2 separate regions of the Mus musculus genome follow, and region 2 is linked to region 1. A link is a contact called in public HiChIP or PLAC-seq data. All regions are on one chromosome and are shown on one strand. The core of a region is the stretch at or near the end of the contact, and the rest is flanking DNA. Distances in the headings are between cores, read along the strand shown. Region 1 has its middle 27 kb from the start of Numbl. Region 2 holds the start of Prx (periaxin).

Evidence for each region. HiChIP or PLAC-seq counts read pairs in DNA pulled down with a chosen protein or histone mark.
Region 2: a contact with region 1 is called in an H3K27ac HiChIP or PLAC-seq map of embryonic stem cells, with 5 read pairs. The contact joins the promoter of Prx here to the enhancer-like site in region 1. A contact is called at or near these places in 4 of 39 promoter capture datasets (cranial neural crest, frontonasal cranial neural crest, maxillary cranial neural crest and 1 more), 1 of 15 datasets of contacts at CTCF or cohesin (embryonic stem cells), 4 of 484 Hi-C or Micro-C datasets (all in embryonic stem cells), 6 of 115 datasets of contacts at active chromatin or transcription factors (the NIH/3T3 cell line, embryonic stem cells and pancreatic cancer cells) and 3 of 9 other capture datasets (adipose tissue, liver and pancreatic islet).

Annotation. Positions count from the first base shown.
Region 1 is chr7:27,284,053-27,287,124 of GRCm38.p6, reverse strand. No RefSeq gene overlaps it. Among named protein-coding and RNA genes, the nearest start is that of Numbl, 27 kb to the right of the region's middle. Within about 2 kb of position 1,479, at least 50 of the 459 cell types and tissues checked have an H3K27ac peak or open chromatin away from gene starts, as enhancers often do. A contact at or near this core is called in adipose tissue and embryonic stem cells, where this site is marked.
Region 2 is chr7:27,497,780-27,500,851 of GRCm38.p6, reverse strand. Prx (periaxin) reads right to left here and starts at 1,528. Exons shown (of 7, transcript NM_198048.2): 1 at 1,487-1,528.

The sequences.
Region 1 (3,072 bases), core at 230-2,729:
TGATGTGACCTAGCAGAGACAGCCAGGCCCCAGCCTCAGCTTGAGTCAGCAGGAAGGACCAGGAGGAATGCCTGGAGAAGTTCTAGGCTGTGCCTCTCTCAGGGAAGCGAAGATCAGAGAAGATGTGAGACCCACAAACGTTACACAGCTAGCTGTACCAGCGAGCCAAGCTCTGTCCCCATCACTGTCTGCCTAGTCCTATTTATGCCCTCCAAACATCATGTGTTCTACATGTGTCATGCCTCAGCATGCGCATCTGTCTCAGCTGACATCACTCTGCCAATCAGCCCAAGTCCTGGGAAGCAGCAAGAAACTGCAGCACACCACCAGAAGTTTTTTGATGTGTTTCTCTCTATGGCATCCCAACAAATGCAGCTCGACTCTGCAACGTAAGGTGAACCAATGCATGTGTGTTGTTAGCAAAGACTCGCTCATCACGTGTCCTTTTACGTGCTTGCTTTAGCAGAACATCCTCTTTCCTGTGTCTGTGTCAGTGAAACGTCCCTTCACGAGTTCACCTTAGCCTTTCACACCTGTGTCCACTTTAACAAAATGTTCCTTCACCCACGGGCCCCAGCAAAACACCAGCCAACACAGCTGCCTTTCCAAAGAACCCTTAAGTTTCCACGTCCGAGGACAGTCCTCGGGAGTTTATCTGGGACTCAGGGTGTTGGACTTGTGCAGCAAGCATCTTTTACTAGCTAGCCATGTCCCCAATGGGACTTCTGAGTTCCCTCAGGGTAGGTTCTGTGTCACTGCAAAAACCTTAGCATGCAAAAGAAATATTTTCCCAACTTGGGGTGGTGCGGAGAGTTGTGCATAGAGGAGGGATGGAGACTTAACAGGCATCAGTGATTGCCTGGGGTGGGATAGGAATAAGGAGTGACTACGCATGGGTGAACAGGTCATTTTGGAATGACCTTAATGTTCTAAAGTAGAATTCACAATGATGGACGCTCAACTGTAAAATCGCCATCGATTATGAGATCATTTAAAATGTGAACTTTATAAATAGATTACATCTTGCTTTAGATTTATTTAATATACGTGAGTACACTGTTGCTATCTTCAGGCACAACAGAAGAGGCAACGGATCCCATTACAGATAGTTGTGAGCCAACATGTGGTTGCAGGGAACTGAACTAAGCTAGATGTTATGTCTGTGCACTAGGTATGTGCAGTGCCTGCAGAGACCAGAAGAGGGCAATGAATGGCCTAGAACTGGATGGAGTTACAGCCGCCACGTGGGTGGTAGGTTTTGAATGGATCTCTCAAAGAGCAACCAGTGCTCTTAACCGCTAGCTATCTCTCCACCCCACCCCCCAAGTAGATTATATCTTAATAAAGCCGCTGGACAAAATAAAATCTGTGAGGCGGTAGTGATACTCCGCAGAGTCAAGGGTCGGGGGTGGGGGAGTTAGAGTGGGATGGGGCTAAGGAAACAGTCAGGGAGGGTGAGATAGGATCCCAGTCAGAGTGTGGGGGAAGCAGGCAGAGAGCTGGGAGCAGGGTGGGGTGCTGTAAAACCATAGGCAGTTGGATTGCGGGGAGCTGGCAGAAAGTCTGGAGTGGAATGGACACACAGACAGGATGGGGTGAAAGCAGAGGGTAGGGTGGGATGAGTGGATAACAAAGATCATAAGATGGAATGGTAGATGCAGGCAAGAAGTGGGGGTGGGGCGCAGGCAGAGAAGAGTCCCGTCCTGATTTGGCAGGCTCGCGCTGACAACGCTGTTTTATAGGCGTCCAGCAGAATAGCCAGATCCGAACTAGGGGAGTCAAAGAGGGCTTCCCAGAGGAGCAAGCTGCCGAGCCAAGGCCTGAGGGATAACGTTCCTCCTGGCTCTGACGACAGTTGTTTTTTCCAAAAATGATGTTCTGCCTCCCAGTCCTTTTGAGTGTAAGTCCTTTGCTAAGCCAGCCCTCAGGCCACTCCATCGCGGCGCAGCCAAGGTCACCAGGGGGCGCTTTCCAGCCGCACTCCACCCTCTGTCCTACTATGCGCTATCCTATCGCGAGCGCAGGATTCATAGCTCTCACAGCTAGGGTTGACTGCGTTGGCCGCGGCCGCCGGTAGGAACCAGTCCTCTGCAGCATCCGGAGGAATCTAGATTCTCCCAGCTTAGATGAGAATAAAGGACTGAACAAGGATCCTGGGCGCTGCTCCTGGGAAAGAGGCACAAAGGCCGGGCTCCACAGTGGCTGGGAAGCTTTCCTAAGCACTAGGTAGGAGGTGCCAAAGCAGCCAGTAAGGATGTCCCTCCAAATGATGTAATCGGAGGGTTTATCCGGGTTTCCTAGTTTTATTCTGATAAGGCTGGCCTTTAACTCAATGATCCTCCTGCTTCAGCCTCTAGAGTGCTGGGATTATAATCATATGCCACACCGGGCTTTTTCCTGGGTCCATTCCGAGGGAACCTAAGCCTGGGGACAGGAGGTGGGGTGAGGGGACCAGACTATGAGTTCTGTGCAGGAAGAGCAAGAACCTCCATGCAGGCCATGGGAGAGAAACTGGTCCAGTCGGGTGGTGGTGGGGGGGGGGGGGGGCTGGGGGCGGTAGGGAGGTCTTGATGAGATGCCCATCTTTGGCGCTACCTCTGGCGTTCTCCACCTGTTTGCATGTGCATGGCTGATGAGGGGCAGCGCTGAAAGACCTCCTTGGTAACAGGAAAGGCTGTGCAAAAATCAGCCTGGGGTTCCCACTGACTGAACAAAGGCTTGAGGGTGCCCAGATGAGGCTCATCTCTAGCAGAGCCCTCTAGCCATGCCTGGGGTCTGCATCCCAGCACAGGTGTTGGTTAAAAGTCCCTGGTGCTGGGGTAAGTTCTTGACGCTAGATCCCAGCCTGTTTCTACCCCAGCTTCAAGGCTGGCCAGAGGCTGGGTTTGAGTCCCAGCTTCTTCCTTCTTCCCAAATCAGGTGTGTGACCCCCATTAACAAATAGGAACAGGAGCTGGAGAGATGGCTCATCAGTTAAGAGCACTGGCTGTTCTTCCAGAGGTCCTGAGTTCAATTCTCAGCAACCACATGGTGGCTCACAACCATTTGTTATGGGATCTGATGCCCTCTTCT
Region 2 (3,072 bases), core at 279-2,778, 210 kb before region 1:
GACCCAGCTAAGGATTCTTTTCTTCTGGCTCCCTCCCCCCAAGAGCTGCTGTCTACCTCATGTGTGAATTCTGCCCTCTCAGAGCCTCGACTTCCCTAAGCCATCTATGGTCTGCTGCCCTCACCAATGCCCAGCCCAGCCTGGCCCCCGGACACTAAGACCATGTAATGAGTCTAAGAGGAGGTGCCCAGCTATGACCCCTTAGGTTGGCCCAGCTCCAGTGCTTCCTCAGTCCAAGTACATGGAAAAAACCTTCTCTTTGGGGCCTCAGTTTTCTTACCAGTAAGAAGTATGCATCCAATAAAAGTAGTTTCATTGGCATGGTGCCAGCTTGTAATCCCAACACTTGGGAAGCTGGGGTCAGAGGATTGTGAGTTGGAGGCCAGCCTGGAGTCTGTCTTCAATACACACACACATACACACACACACACACACACATACACACACACACACCCCAACAGGTACTTTGACTATTCCTCACATATGGTAAGTGTTCAGTTATAAACTAATTTCTGGCAACATCAGAGTGCAGAGAGCAGGGGCTATGCACCTGTTTCTCAGATTCAGCCATCTTTGTATGTTTGAGACAAAGTTTCCTGGTTGTGCAGGCTGGCTTCACACTCCCCGTGTAGCTGAGGGTGACCTTGAACTCTTGATCCTTCTGCCTCTCTCCACCTCTGTTATGTTGGGGTTACAGGCATGACCCATCGCACCTGTCTTCAATACCCAGCCTTCGTACCACAGCAGCCCCCCAATTCCTCCCAACCAAAAGGGAACATCAAATTGAGGCACCAACTAAATTTCAAGTCCTGTCTCCTACCAATGGGATCAATGCTAGCTCTCCAGCACCCACCTTCAAAGACCAAGAACCCTTTCCCAGCAATTCACATATTCCACCCAAGGGGCCTCTATCTGCCCATCTTACAGATAGGAAAGTGAAGACAAAGGGATAGCCCGAAGCTGCCCAGGCAGGTATAGGTGGGCACACCTATAATGCCAGAACTCATGAGACTTTATAAACTCAGAGGCTTTTCTGGAGTCTAAAGGCAGCCTGGCTTATATAGAAAGAATCTGAGACTGTGTCTCCAAAAGCACTAAAGGAAGGGCTACAGAGAACACCGTAGACTGGGTAGATAGAGGCTTGCCTAGCATGCATGAGGCCCTGGATTCCATCTCCAGCACACTAATACTCAGCGCGGTTGTGCATGCCTGTGACCCTGGCACTTGGGAGGCGAAAGCAGGGAGTCTACAAGCTCAATTATATCCAGCTACATAAACTGGAGCCCATCCTGAACCACGAGAGATCAAAGGACCCACACACACACAACATTGGGAGCATAGAATTTGAACCCAGAGCCTGGTTCTGAAGTCCATGAATTTGACTCCTATGTTAATCTCCCTTCCCAGACCTCCCAGAACCCTGGGCTGTGTTCCTAGGGATGCTCAGCCCAGTCCACTCCAGAGTGGCCAGCTGATTATTTCTTACCGGTGGGCCTCCAGACACCTCCAGAGCTCCTTGGTCTGTCTGTTTAGTCCTAGCCTTGGGCTGGGAGGGAAAAGGAATGGGAAGGGGGGGGCAGAAGGGGGACCCTGGCCATTGGCTGTCCTGCTGTGATGTCACCCAAAGGGTGGGTGGTGGGGAAACAAACATCCCCTTCTGTGCACTACATCCATCTGCAAGGGCGTGGGGATGTGGAAACATGAACCTCTCCCTTGCCAGAGCCCAGACCTCCACCCCAGCCTTAGTTCAAGAATTTGCATACCACCCCCATTCGAATACTCAGCACCCCACCCCCATCATCTCTGGGCTCCTGGACCCAGGCCTAGCCCACATAGTCCCTGAGACTCTCAAAACAACCTCTTACACTGTCTCCTTGAGAATTTGGGTTCAAGTCCCAGCTCAGGCATTCCTGGCTCCGGGAACTTCAGCAATCACAGGGCATCACTGGGCCTCAGTTTCTTTGTCTTTGAAATAGTAGTAGTAAGAATGCTTACCTCTTGAAGGTTGTAATGGAGTCAGATGAGTTTTAAAATCTATGGTGGGGCCCAGTGAGATGGCTCAGCAGATGAAGGTATTTACTATTAAGCCCGAGGACCTAAATTCAGTCCCTGGGTCCATGTGATGGGAAGTGAGAACTAACTCATGCCAATTGTCCTTTGATTTACACACACATGTGCACACACACACACACACACACACACACACACGTGAGCACACACAGGCATGCACACATGCACATGCACACAGGCACACATGAGTGCACATACACATGCACACAGTCCAACACACATGCACACACACAAGCGCACACATGTTCGTACACACACACACATGTGTGTGTACATGTGTGTACACACACATATGATACATATGCACATATGATACATATGCACACACAATAAAGAAATGTACTTGAAAAAAAAGACTAAGGCAGGGACTGGAGAGAGGACTCAGCAGCATCATTTGCTGTTCTTCCAGAGGACCCAGTTTGGTTCCCAGTCCCAGCTCGGGTGGCTTTCAATCATTAGTAAGCAACCTCAGCTCTGGGATGCCAAATACCTCCGGCCTCAGCAGGATGCAGACACTCTTACACATAATTAAAAATAATAAAGACAAATAAAAATAAAGACAAAAGCAGGTCAGGTGGTGGGGGCATGCACCTTTAATCCCAGCACTCGGGAGGCAGAGTCCGGCAGATCTCTGAGTTCAAGGCCAGCCTGGTCTACAAAGCTAGTTCTAAGGCAACTAAGGCTACCCAATGAAACCCTGTCTTAGAAACAAACAAATAAACAAACAAACAAACCAAAACCATTCACAAAAGTACATAAATAAATGGCAAAAGGGATAAATTACCCTTTTGTTTTGTTTTGTTGTTTTGTTTTGTTTGAGATAGGGTTCCTCTGTGTAGCCCCTTTGGCTATATACTGAATTTGAGGCCAGCCTCATGGAATAATGCCTTAAAAACACAAACAGCAACAGCAAACAAAATAAGAGGGCTGAATAGGCCTCTCCTGGTGGTGGTGGGCGGGGGTGGGAGGGGTGGGGGGGTTTGAACTTTTGCTGGGCTTGGT